Linked DNA regions of Mus musculus: regions 1, 2 and 3 are each linked to region 4. The links are chromatin contacts, called in public HiChIP or PLAC-seq maps. All regions are on one chromosome and are shown on one strand. Each heading gives the region's core, a stretch centred on a gene start, on an enhancer-like site or on the middle of the called end of the contact. The rest is flanking DNA. Distances are from core to core; before and after follow the strand shown. Region 1 has its middle 19 kb from the start of Kirrel. Region 2 overlaps Prcc (papillary renal cell carcinoma (translocation-associated)). Region 3 holds the start of Ntrk1 (neurotrophic tyrosine kinase, receptor, type 1). Region 4 holds the start of Etv3 (ets variant 3).

Region 1 (3,117 bases), core at 207-2,706, 330 kb after region 4:
GACAAACAGCTGTGACAGCTATTGACAAAGCAGCTTCTGGTTAGTTGAGAAGAGAACAAAACACCTAAGATGCTGGATAGAACCCAGGCTCTCAAACACACGGCTCGTGGAATTCAGGAGTAGAAGGGGAACAGTAGTGCCAGAATCCAGCAGTCACATCTACTTGATGTGTCCCTTTGGGAAGCTTCTGTCTCAGCTCCCATATACAGAAATGGAGAGGTGTGCTCCTTGGTCATTGTAATTACAGAGACCTCTGTGTTGCCTACCACAATACCAGACAGTTGTGGGGGCTCAAGGGGGAGAGAGTCACGAATAGACGGGTAGCAATATTTCACTGAAATAATTCCCTGAGATTCTTTCAAATGCCAGACTCCAAAGGGTCCATTCAAATGTATGAAGAAATTTTGAGAGGGCGATGAAACACACATAAGTAACTATAATACTAAACAGGTGGCCTTGAAGTAAGGCAGTACAAGAGCAGTGGTTTGAATGAGAATGGCCCCCATATTCACCATAGATTTGAATGCTTGGTCACCAGGGAGTGGCACCATTTGAAAGGATAAGGAGGTGTGGCTTTGTTGGAGGAAGTAAGTCACTGGGTGTGGGTTTTGAGGTTTCAAAAGTCCCCAAGCATCTCTACTGCCTGTTGGTCAGGATAGGATGTTGCTCTCAGCTACTGCTCCAGCACCTTGCTTGTGTGCCACCATGCTCCCCACCACGATAATGGACTCACCTCTGAAACTGTAAACAAGCCTCCAAATAAATGTTTTCCTTTCTTAGAGATCCATGGTCATGGTGTCTCCTGCAGCAACAAACAGTGACAAGGACAGCCAATGCATTGGGAAGGGTACTTTGTCCCATCAGAGGAGAACATTGCCCCTGGGCTGGGCCTTGCAGAAAGCAGGGGTTGGGTTGGCTTTGGCTGTGTTGCTGTTAAAACAAAATCTTGCCATGTAGTCTAGGGTGGCTTTGAACTTGTAGTGATCCTTCTGTGCCTGTCTCCCAAGGGTTGTGGTTGAATGTGTGTACCACTTTACAAGCTAAAGGATACATTTTGATTAGGGGCTCTAGTGGGAAACAACAAAAAACCAAAAGCCCCACCTACATAGAATGGAAAGCAAGGGAGCAAAAGGCTGAAGCCTGGGGCAGAAGCAGGGCTGTGGGACTCAGGCTGACGCTAAGGGGATAGAGAATGGGGGCTTCTTGTTATGTTAACAAAGCTGCCCACAAAACTAAGGTAGTGCTGAAGTCTGTGTTCATAGTTCACCTGAACAGCGAAAGGATTCTGAGTGATAATGATATCTCCTCTCCCTCCCAGACCTGGTAAATATCTTAACCCCACCTGGCCCAGCCTTCCTCCTTATCAAAAGAGGAAGGGAGGCTGCTTCTCCTTCCCCAAGCATTCCTTAGTGGTGTGGTTCTTTGTGTAGAGGATAGGCCTCCAGGGCTGCTTCCTCCCACCCCACCCAGTCCTCTTCAGCATGCCTATTGCTATTCAAATGATCAGACCTGAAAACACACCCAGGCAATGTGTGTGTGTGTGTGTGTGTGTGTGTGTGTGTGTGTGTGTGTGTGTATTCAACAATTAATAGAAAAAAAGAGGCTGTGGATTTGAAAGAGAGCAAAGAGGGATATGTGGGAGGATTTGGAAGGAGGGAAAGAAGGGAAGGGAAGAATAACATAATTATCTTATAATCTCCAAAAAGGAAAGAAAAGAATCTAAGAGCAGCAACTACAGTCACCTCTGAACTGGGGCTGAAGTGGGTGTTTGTTAGTGGGCCGTGTAGAAATACTCTTGAGTTACAGCACTGTAAATTCCCGCAGGGCCAAGTGACAGGGCTGTAAATTGCTGCTCTGTGCTCAGGTATGTGATCGTGCACTCAGCTGTATTTATCACTTCACTCACCGCTCCCTGGATTCTTTTCTCTAGCAGTGTGGGTAATATGTGTCTCCCACACATATTCTGAACAACAGAAGATAAACGTATATGCCATTTCTGCTCCTCTGTTCCAGCCCCCGGGAAGAGTAATTTCTTGATGTTTAACAAATGTCTGCCGAATGGGGAAGTTCCCCTTCTAATCTAAGGACTAAGTCTCTGGCTTGGTACCCTGCACAATGGAGCCCAGCTCTCTAAGCATAGCAGGAGACACTTGAAGCAACATGGAACAGAAATATCTCCATTTCCTTCAAGTTCCAGGTGCTGGGTTCTAGTGGCAGCAGACGCCACGTCTATTCAAGGCATACTAACCAGCAGAGAAAACAGACAGGACATACCTAATTACAAGTGTGACTGATGCTACTGGTAGGAATGGCGGGGATTTGATGGCAAATAGGGAGAGAGTCACTTGTCTGGAGGTGTTAGAAAGGATTCTGAAGGTCTGAAGAATGAGCAAGACTGATTGGGGTATGGCCCTGGTGCAGAACGTTGCAGAGAAGGGAGCACTCAGAAGAAACCTGGTGGACAGGATGACTGTGAGGATCCGTGAGGCTGGGGAGAAGGCAGATCCACCCCAGGCAGGCTCTGGGAGCTGGGGACAGATTCTGTGCCTAACTGAAAGGGGAGTAGAGATCACTGGCAAATTCTAGGCAGTGGAGGGCTCTAGTTACAGAGAAAAGAGTCTGTCAGAAGGGGTAAGCCAAGGGAGAGGTCCCATATGGATAAATGGAAGCAGTTGACAGTGGTTTCAGCTGAGGTGGATGGAAGTAGGTGAGCAGGATTTGGAGGTCAGGTGTGAAGAGGTAGGAGGAGTTAGGAACAGACTAGCAAAAGTCTGGTTTGGACAAGAAGGTGCGTGTGCAAGCATGCTTGCTTGTGCTCATGCCTGTGTGTAGGAGTTGGGGTATGGTGGATGTGGGCGGGAGTGCCTGTGTGTAGGGAGGTGCATTCTTGACCAAAGGTCCCTGATGATACTGTGTAACTTCCTGGAGAGACATTAATAGAAGCCTCTTCAGCCATCAATACACCCACTACAAACCAATGAAACAATTTAAGCCAAGTGTAGCTAAGTGAGCCAGTGAGTTTACTGGGGTTATTGACAAGAACCTCCCGGTGGGCCACTCAGAAACAGCAGGACCACTGGAAAGGCCTGCCCCTCCCCAGCTATGAGTGATGATGCA
Region 2 (3,229 bases), core at 313-2,812, 330 kb before region 4:
GAATAGTATGGATACTTATGAGCTTGCCATGGGTGGGGTAGCTGGATATGAGCTGCATGCCAGCAACACCAAGGTCGAGGATTTTATGACACCCCACCACCACCAATTTGGTTTTTCTTTGTTCTATGGTCACAGATGGCCTTCCAGACCCCCATCATTTATTTTAACTGAATGTTGGCGGTCATACAGGATAGAGCAAAGAATTGTGGTTAGAGCAGCATAGATCTATCATTGTTTACTGGAAAAACCACTTAGGAGAAAGGGCTTTGCTAGGTTGGGCTTGAGAGGCATCATCACAGGCAGCTGCTGGTGTGTGCTTACTGTGGGAGGCATGAACGTCCGTGTGTATCACCTTCAGTTGTAACGTTACAATTACAGTTGTAATGCATTGAGTAGCAGTGTTAGAATCTGGTCTTTTCCCAGCTTCAGGGTGTTGTCCCATTTCATTTTGTTGAGCTTGCTTTTTAAGAGAAGAAAGGATAGAGTCCCCTCTCTCCCCAAGAAGTTGACAGCAGAGTTGGGATGAGATTTAAGGACACTTGAGTGTAAATGATTACAGTGCAAATTGATTACATAAGTGCTGAGGAGACTCTGGGGAGGAGTTCTGAGAGTTGGGTGGGGCTGGCGAGAAAGCTTCTAGCCCGAGACAGCTCGGGCAGAGGACAGAAAAACCACACAGTGAAAGCTCAGACCAGTATAGATCTTGACAGTAAATCGTTCGCATCAACCTGTGGTTTGGAGTTGAATGTAGTTACTGATGGAGGTTGGAAGATAGATCGAGGAAGAAGGAGCTTGTGAACTTTGTTGTCCCAGGGAAGTGGTTGACATGTCATAGGATAGGACAGTACAGATTCGGTCAAAGATGATGGATGGATGAGGGTTTAGTAAGTGGTAGGTAGGAGCCAGACCAGACATTTGCCCAGGCTGGAGAGAAGAGGACAGAAATGAAGAAGGTTTAAGAGGCAGATGGATAGAAAGTCTGAAGAGAGGTCAGCAGATCACATGCCTGTGGTATAAAAGCTGTCCTAGACTCACTACAAGCTAGTGTCCACAGGCGGGCTTGAGGGAGAGTGGGGTTATCAAAGAGACAGTGACTCCTGCCCTGACTTCAAAGAGTAGCCAGCCTGTTGGGGATTAATGGGCTGCTTCTAGCAAGCATTCTCATTTTAGATTTGTTTTTCATAATGGCTCTAATAAAATGTTAGCTTTATAAGTATACAGACACAAAAGCAGCTCCAAGTTCCCTTGTTCTCCCTAAAGATTTGGGCTGTATGTCTAATGCTTTAGTTTGTCAGCTTTATACTGTCTAGGCATATGAGAGATTTATGTCTTTCCATCTGTGAATTAAGGACTGCTTTTTGTTTTTCTTTTTACTTTCTCTTGTAGAAGAAAGGTGAACAGCCAACTGGCCAGCAGCGGAGGAAACACCAGATCACATATCTGATTCATCAGGTGAGGATGCTCAGGGCTCACAGCATTCCATTAAACTTGGGGATGGGAGGGAAGTTAATACAGCCGGAGCCAGGCACCACCCTTTTGGTAGGCATACTCTCTTGTTCTCCATGTGGCCACTAGGGGGAGGCTGTGTTCTTAATATCATTCCCCCCTGCCTCTGGTTCACAGGAGTCTAGTTCCGGTATTTAGTGAAATCATGTTATGTAAGAGGGTAGTGTATTATAGGGTTCTTTTGGGGTTTTTTGAGGCAGGGTTTCAAGCATTCCAGCCTAGGATGACTTTGAGCTTCTGATTCCCTTGGGTCTGCCCCTTGAGTGCTGAGATTTATGGCATGTTATGGGCATGTGTCTCTCTGGTTTCCAAGGTGCTAGGGATAGAACTGAGTGCTTCCTGGAAGAACTCTACCATCTGAGCCCCATCCTTTTTATTGAAGTTGATTAGTACATTTTATTTATTGTTTGTGTGTCTGTATTTACATAGATGTGTACCACAATGTGAGTATAGCGGTCAGGAAAATTTCACTGTTTTTGTTGTTGTTGTTTCTGTTCACCATGCAGGTCCCAGGGGTTGAACTCAGCTATATCAGGCTTGGTGGCTGCCACCTCTACTCACTGAGTCCCCAGAAGGCTTTTTCAATAGCAACTTTATCTGTTTTATTTAAAAAAAACAAAACAAAACAATCTGGGTCTGGGATGTCCAGTGGTACAGTGTGAGCTTAGTGTGTCCAAAGGCTGTGGGTGTGATCCCTAGTCAGTGTGCCCACTGTGACTCTCCCAACCCCTCCTTTGTGTTATAGGCTAAGGAGCGGGAGCTGGAGCTGAAGAACACCTGGTCAGAAAACAAGCTCAGTCGCCGGCAGACCCAAGCCAAATATGGATTCTAGGGCCCAGGGACTGATGGCCCAGGATCTCCGTTGGCACAGAGGCCCAGCCCCAGCATCACCTCCAGGACCCCAGCTGCTCTAAGTCCAGGACCTCTACCCTGAGGACTCAGCCCTTAGCTCTGGAGAAGGAACATATTTGATAGATTTTTCTTAACAAGTTAAAAAATGCAGCTCCTTTCTGTGCTGGGCTGGAAAGACTGGAGCGCTGCCCCGAGGATCTACGGCCTTGGTTGGGAGTTGTGCTCCTTGCAGCAGGGAGTGATGAAATGGTGAACTCTCCCACCATTTTTTTTTTTTTTTTTTTTTAAACAGGGATGTCTGTTGAAATAAAACATTGAGTGTGACAGATGCTGCCTACAAGGTGTCTGGATCTCAGAGTTGAGCTTGTGCAGAGGGCCCTGCCACGCACCCCAGGGGCTTCTCCGTGCTTTGCTTCCCCCTTTGCCCACGTTATCCTCTGACCACCCAGGACCTGTTGGTGTCTTACCTGGGACAGGATGGTATCAGGTGTGTGATCCCAAGTACAGAGTATTGCTGGCCTCGGTGTCTCAAGATGGACTTGTCAGTGTGGGTGTGGTGCGGTATGCCTGTGATTTTAGCATTCAGGAGTTCAAGGCCAGCCTGAGTTACAAGACCCTACCTTTAAAACACAAAGAAAAAAAAAACAGTAGATATAAAGGGACACCTAGCAGGTTCTGGCAAAAAACCTGTCCCCAGAGTGAATCAAATTTACACTGAGGTCAAGGGCATGGACTGATTTGGAGTAAGTTGTGTTCATCACATGGCACGCTCTAGGTTAATCTGCAAGCTAGGCATCGAAGTTGGAGGCTAGAGAGCTCTCCATGGAGACGTCAAGATCTCTGCGTTTTGAGGGAGGAATATGGAAGGGAA
Region 3 (3,093 bases), core at 483-2,982, 270 kb before region 4:
ATTGGTTTACGCCGCCGCCCGCCGACTTCTCTGTTCTCTCCGCCCCTCCCACCAAGTCAAGGGAAAATATTTAGCCTGTCAACTGAGGGAGGTGGGGGACAGATGTGTTGGGGAAATAAGGTTGGGGGCCAAGAACTGAGCTCTGGAACCCCTCTCTCTGTCTCAGTTTCCCTCTCTCCCCCATCCCCACCCCCCCAACCCGCTCGCTGCAGATCTGGAGGGAGCGGCTGGGCTCCCTGGCTTGATTTGCAGGGGAGTTCTGGAGTCCAACAGGTGTTTTGACATCTGCGGGGTAACTTCCCGCAGCCTGGACAGGTCGGACTCCACTGGTGAAACCTGAAGACCTCACCACTTCGACCTCACCACTTCGCCTCTCACAGCCCTTCCCAGCCTCCCGAGGCTACTTTGAACATACTTCCTTGGCGCGGGGTATGTCCCCGTCAAATCCCTTGGTTTTGGCTCAAATCCCTAGGAGACGAGTCGTTCTTCTCTCTGTGAGATTCCTCCTTCATTTGGTTACTTTTTTTTTTTTTGGTTTTTCGAGACAGGGTTCCTTTGTGTAGCCCTGGCTGTCCTGGAAGTAGACCAGGCTGGCCTCGAACTCAGAAATCTGCCTGCCTCTGCCTCCCATGTGCTGGGATTAAAGGCGTGTGCCACCACTGCCTGGCTCCATTTGGTTACTTTTAAGAACTCAGGATGCTTAGTGGGTCTCTATATATGTACTTATTCGGGGCCACTTGGAGGACAATTCATGATGGGATGATCTCTTAAACGCGACACTTATACGTGCAGTCAAGAAGGCCATTGCGCAAGACTTGCCATTTAGTGGCCTGGATGCTGGGCCTGAGACTTCCCAGGTTCACAAATACCGTGAGCCGATGGTTCCCAGCTCCCACGTCCGAAGAACTAAGAGATCTATTAATTTCTCCGCACAGAAATCGATGCTCTTGTCAGGACGGCGATCGATGCCAAGCTTGGTCTGCCTGGCCATGGCTCGGCTCTGGGGCCCCAGATGGATGGTTAGGATTGGGAACTGACCCTAAGACCAGAGGCACAGCTTAGAAAGGCTCAGAACTGCTCTTCTCCGCCCTCGAAGCCCCAGGCCGAGCGCAAACGCCGGGCGCGAGGGCTTCTAGCGCCACCCTGTGGTCTTTTGAGGACCGAGAGGTCTCCACTTTCCAATCTTCCTCCAATTGTGTTCTAAGGACTCTTCTCTCCCACTATTTTTCTCCCCAGGTTCTGCATCCAGCCATGCTGAGGCCCTCTCCCTTTCCTTACTAGGGTCTGGAGAGCGTTCACCTAACTTATTCCAAGTGACATGCACACCCTCTTAAGTAAAGTGCACCGTGAGGCTGGCTGGGATGACCTGGACTTCAACCCTTCCCTTGCTCAATTTCTCCACTTCCCCGCAAATCTGAAAATGCAGCTGTTTTACTGTGAGAAATAAGGTATCAGCTTCCTAGCTCCCCCAGCCTCAGAAGACACTTGTGAGGCAATCTATGGCAGCCCCCCGCCCCAGGTCTCCTGCAGCCGCGAGGGACATTAGGAAGGCGAGCTGGCATTAGGGCCTCAAAAGGGGAGGGGGCACTGGGGGCATTGGCAGGCGGGGCGGGGCGGGGCCGTGGGTGCCGCCCTCTCCTGGTGGCTAGTCTTTAACACCGCCCCGCGCACGTGTCGCGCGAGGCCGGGCGGCGGCAGCTAGGAGCGCACGGACGGCTGCGCGGCCCGAGCAAGGCGGGCGCCGCCGCGATGCTGCGAGGCCAGCGGCTCGGGCAGCTGGGCTGGCATCGCCCGGCCGCGGGGCTAGGCAGTCTGATGACTTCGTTGATGCTGGCCTGTGCCTCCGCCGCATCCTGTCGCGAGGTCTGCTGTCCCGTGGGCCCCTCGGGGCTGCGCTGCACCAGGGCAGGGTCCCTGGATACCCTCCGCGGCCTGCGGGGCGCCGGGAACCTGACGGAGCTGTGAGTGTGTGTCGTTCGGGGGAGGGGTGCGGGGTCAGGAGGGCACAGCCCTTCCCCGAGGGCGCGCACTCATTCACCTCTGGCTTGAGGGGTCAGGCTTGGCTGCTGTAGGAGACTGGCACGTGTAGCCTTTGGCTGTGCTGCGGCGGCTTCTCCCGCTGCCACCACCCTGGCAGAGCCGCGCAGTCACTGTCTGGATGTCGCTCAGGATTAAGGGTAGCTAACTGTGGTGCTGGTTTGGGGTAGAGCAAGACCGAAACTAGGTGGATTAGGCATTGGTCCAGCGATCTAGGATAAGAACCTTTTTGTGGGGTTCAATCAAGAGCCCAAGTTCCTAAGCCCATGGAGGAGTGGTTAGCTGTGCAGAATTTGGCAGTGTGGCACCTTTGCTATCTTCTTTTACTTAGGGGGAAGCCAGCCCCCAACCTCTTCCTTGTCATGCAGGGAATCCAGCTCTTCTCTGGATTTGTGATTGAGCTGGAGTTGGTGGGAGATGGTGAGGAACCAGCTTGGTGTCTGAGCTCTTTTTTCCTTTCCACTGACCACAAGTCTCCTTGATTTGGATGCGGGAAGCAGGGAACGAAACCCCTTTGCTTCTCTCTCTGCTCACCCATCTCTCCTTTCACCTTTGTCTCCCTTCTTGTATCAGGGAGTCAGGGCTGTTGCTGAGTGATTTTCCCATTTTCCAGGTCCAGAGCTGGGAGGAACCTTCAGCTCTGCAGTACTTAGACAATGTGCAATAATCGGTTACAAAATACTCAAGTACTTTGTAGCAGCTAGTGAGACCTTTGAGAGTATAATTGACCTGAAGGAACTCCGCATCACACAGTGATGGCTGGAAAATACTTGAGTATTCTGCACGCTGGTGGAGCTAGCAGCCTGCAGTGATTGGCACCGAGTTACTCGGGCATCTTGTGGTAATTAACGGAGGTACTCAATCTCTTTCTAATGGCCCTAGGGAGACCAAGAAGAGAGGAGATGGCCTTGTCTTGGTCTGGGTCTAGGCTCCTGCAGGATGGGATGGGGTTTGAAGTCTAGATGGTTACTCCCCGGCCTGTCCATTCAAACCAGAGTCCAGCCTCCTGATTGTTTCCATCAATGTTCTCGTTCTTCAGAGCCTTTCAAGACTCCA
Region 4 (3,125 bases), core at 53-2,552:
TGGTAGACAAGCCCAGATGCCAAGATACACAAGCCTGAATTCACCCAGACACACCAACTTAAGAAGTGGGAGAAAAAAAAAAATCCAAATCCCCTATTCAAAAAGGAACATCCGATCCTACGTATTTCTTGAATTGTGTGAGAAGGACATCTTCCAGTCAGAAACTGGGCTCACCTTCCAACAGTATTCTGAGATACAGAAAGTAAACATGTCCTGTGTACAGCCACTCCATACAAGAAACATGTCACTTTCCTAAAATTTTGTGAAAAAAAATGTTATGCCATCTACTTAACAGGGAAATAAAAAGGGTAAAGTAGGTACTTCAGATCGCCTGGCCGGTGGAGGAAGGCATCTTGCTAGGATCTGAATTCATTCCATGCAGATTTATAGTTCCTCAATAAATTTCCCGTTCCCAGCAGCAGACAGCTTTGTGTCAGTCCTTCAGCGAATAGGAGGAGAGGGTGAAACTGACCGGGAATGACGGAGGAGGAGAGACCTGACTTACTCTCATTACCCTGCAGGGTGGACAGCCCCCGGCACCAACCAGAGCAGGTCTGGAGCAACTGCAGGTGCTTCAGAGGCCCCAGGGTGGGGTGGGACAAATTCCTAATCTTGGAAATTTCATCTAACCTAGAATTCCTCTAGGTGTTCTGCATTTTCGTTGACGACAAATACACTAAGGAGAACAGTAAGTTTCAGTCCATGACAACCCTCGGGATCCAGGAGCTGACAAATGGCTCAAGGAAAGAGGCAACAGACAGACAGTGGCACACACAGGATATACACAAGTAACAAGGCACCAGGGCTGGGCAGAGCTTCCTCTCCCATTTCCGTGATGATGGGGTTGAAGAGACACCGATTTCTCCAAGGCTCTGGGACACTGTCCGGGACTAACTCCTACCCTGCGCTGTCGGATCGCAGGGCCCTTTCCCTGCTCCAGAACACCCTTCAGCCTGGTGTCCGTGGGCTCGCGCTGGCCGACGCCCGAGCCGGGCACCCTCTCCTCGATCCTCCGGCCCCCGATGTGCCCATCCAGCCCCTCGGAGCCCGCAGGCGCGTCTGCAGGTGTTCGCGACTCCCCCAGGGCGCTCGGTCACCCTCCCGGCCTGCGGCGGGGCTCGCCGCTCCCGCTGGTCCGCAGCGGCTTCCACGGCCGCCCTCATCCGCGTCCCTTCCGTCCTGCCCGCGCGGGCCGCGACCGCCGACGCCACCAGTCTCACCTCTCCGGCGCCGTCCGTCTCCACTCGGGCTCCTCCGCGGCAGCTCGGGCTCCTCCTCATCCACCCAGAAGGAAGTGACTCCGCGGCGGCTTTCGTCACTTCCACTCTGGGCCAGGGTGGGAGGGGGCGGTGTCGTGAGCGGCACGGCTTCCGCCCAGAAGGTACCGGTGCCCCTCCGTGGCTCGGAGGCCGCGGGGCTGGAACCCTCTGCAGAAGGAAGGCTCTTCCGCGCTGACAGGAGCACAGGAGCTTCAGAGGCACGTGCGAAGTTGGCCTTGCCTTGCACTGTTCCATTTTTAGTCCTGATCTGCCTCGTCCAAGTGTTACAGCGTGCACGACTTTGCCATTCAAACACCGCTCCCCCCTCCCTTTCCCTTTGCCTTTTGTTCCCGATTAAGCAATTACAATTTTGTCCCAGACAAATTTTGTTCAAGAGTTAGTGATAAGGGATGTGAAATCAGCTTCCGTAATTCCAAATGGTTCCCAGCCCTAGTTTCCCTCCAGAGGCAGTGTTGGGACCAGTAAAGGTTAAGTGGATGAGAGTGAAAAGTGGTGAAAAGTGGGGGAAGGCGAAGATGAGAGGCAGAATTGAAGTCTTCATCGAGTGCACGAGTGCGTAGCAACAACTTTATGCAATCACAACCTTTCCCTCCTGGGAACGACACAGAACATGGAAGTCTTACCATGATTTGTATCAAAGGTTGGCTTCTAGCTTTGGATATGCCTATTAGCACCTCCCTTCCCAGACTGGCCAATGAATTTGTAATTATCTCATGCTGTACTTGTGTGTGTAGGATTATAGGTATATACTACCACAACTGGCCTTCTGGCTTCTACTACTGTTTTGTTTGTTTTGCCAGAGGTCTTGACAATGTATCTCTGACTGCCCTAGAAAGCACTATGTAGAGACCCAGGTTGGCCTCGAACTCACAGAGATCTGCCTGCCTCTGCCTCACACTTGTTGGGATTAAAGATATGTGTCACAATGCAAGACTAATAATTGATAGTTCTTGAGGTCTTGAGATAAGTTCAGTACTCAGTATGGCCTAAGGTTACCTTACCTGCTTAAAAAGGAAGGACTAGTGTTGGTGAGGTCTAGTTTTCCCGCCCCTTCTAGTTTGAAAGTCAGTAAAATGAACAAAATTTAAATACCATTGAGAGGATTAGAAATATGAGCACTCTGAGCATAGAAATTGCTTTATAATGGTTTCCATCTTCTGTCCAGTCTAGAACACCATTTTCTATGTTTGGGTCTACAGAACAAATGCTAGGGTTTAGCCGAATCAGCAGTTCTCGACCTGTGGGTTGACCCCCTTTAGTAAGCCCCTATGTCTAAACCTATTTACATTGCAATTCATAACAGTAGCAAAATTACAGTTATGAAGTAGGAACGGAAATAATTTTATGGTTGGGGTCACCACAACATGAGGAACTGTATTAAAGGGTCACAGCATTAGGAAGGCTGAGAACCACCGAGCGAAATGAACATAACATTTTAGTCCTCTTGCCTTCAACTACTGATGGGCTTTGTTACCTCGGTTAAGTAGTCACTGTCACTTCCTCTTCTGTTTGAATGTAGTATTTTTGGAGTATTCCCGTGGACACCTTTAGATGTTTAGTAGTATCTTATTGCGTAGGAGATTACAATAAGTACTTCCTTGATATTTAATGTGTGAACACCATGTTCTACGACTTAGGACGGAGGATGGCACAGTGTAAATATAGCATATGGTTAGGTGGTGAGAAAATGATCTTGAGACTGATAAGAATCCTCAAAGTCTCACACCATTCATGCAAACCTTAGTCATTGTCAACTCCGAAACCAAGGCGATCAGAATGAGCGGTTTCTTCAGAAACTGAGGTTGCCAACCTTCAGCTCATGGGTTAGGTGGGCACGGCTAGCAC

Evidence for each region. HiChIP or PLAC-seq counts read pairs in DNA pulled down with a chosen protein or histone mark.
Region 1: a contact with region 4 is called in an H3K4me3 HiChIP or PLAC-seq map of embryonic stem cells, with 5 times the contacts expected there. The contact joins the enhancer-like site here to the promoter of Etv3 in region 4. A contact is called at or near these places in 12 of 115 datasets of contacts at active chromatin or transcription factors (bone marrow-derived macrophages, embryonic forebrain, embryonic stem cells and 3 more).
Region 2: an H3K4me3 HiChIP or PLAC-seq map of bone marrow-derived macrophages shows a contact between it and region 4, with 2.2 times the contacts expected there. The contact joins the enhancer-like site here to the promoter of Etv3 in region 4. A contact is called at or near these places in 1 of 39 promoter capture datasets (embryonic stem cells), 1 of 484 Hi-C or Micro-C datasets (the G1E-ER4 cell line) and 4 of 115 datasets of contacts at active chromatin or transcription factors (bone marrow-derived macrophages, effector CD8 T cells, embryonic stem cells and 1 more).
Region 3: an H3K27ac HiChIP or PLAC-seq map of embryonic stem cells shows a contact between it and region 4, with 2.6 times the contacts expected there. The contact joins the promoter of Ntrk1 here to the promoter of Etv3 in region 4. A contact is called at or near these places in 1 of 39 promoter capture datasets (embryonic stem cells) and 4 of 115 datasets of contacts at active chromatin or transcription factors (effector CD8 T cells and embryonic stem cells).

The regions. Positions count from the first base shown.
Region 1 is chr3:87,192,265-87,195,381 of GRCm38.p6, reverse strand. No RefSeq gene overlaps it. Among named protein-coding and RNA genes, the nearest start is that of Kirrel, 19 kb to the right of the region's middle. Within about 2 kb of position 1,456, at least 20 of the 459 cell types and tissues checked have an H3K27ac peak or open chromatin away from gene starts, as enhancers often do. A contact at or near this core is called in embryonic stem cells, where this site is marked.
Region 2 is chr3:87,858,369-87,861,597 of GRCm38.p6, reverse strand. It overlaps Prcc (papillary renal cell carcinoma (translocation-associated)), which reads left to right. Exons shown (of 7, transcript NM_033573.2): 6 at 1,387-1,452; 7 at 2,252-2,695. The coding sequence ends at 2,338. Among named protein-coding and RNA genes, the nearest start is that of Sh2d2a, 13 kb to the right of the region's middle. Within about 2 kb of position 1,562, at least 42 of the 459 cell types and tissues checked have an H3K27ac peak or open chromatin away from gene starts, as enhancers often do. A contact at or near this core is called in bone marrow-derived macrophages, where this site is marked.
Region 3 is chr3:87,793,801-87,796,893 of GRCm38.p6, reverse strand. Ntrk1 (neurotrophic tyrosine kinase, receptor, type 1) reads left to right here and starts at 1,732. Exons shown (of 17, transcript NM_001033124.1): 1 at 1,732-1,961. The coding sequence starts at 1,750.
Region 4 is chr3:87,523,755-87,526,879 of GRCm38.p6, reverse strand. Etv3 (ets variant 3) reads right to left here and starts at 1,302. Exons shown (of 5, transcript NM_001083318.2): 1 at 1,221-1,302.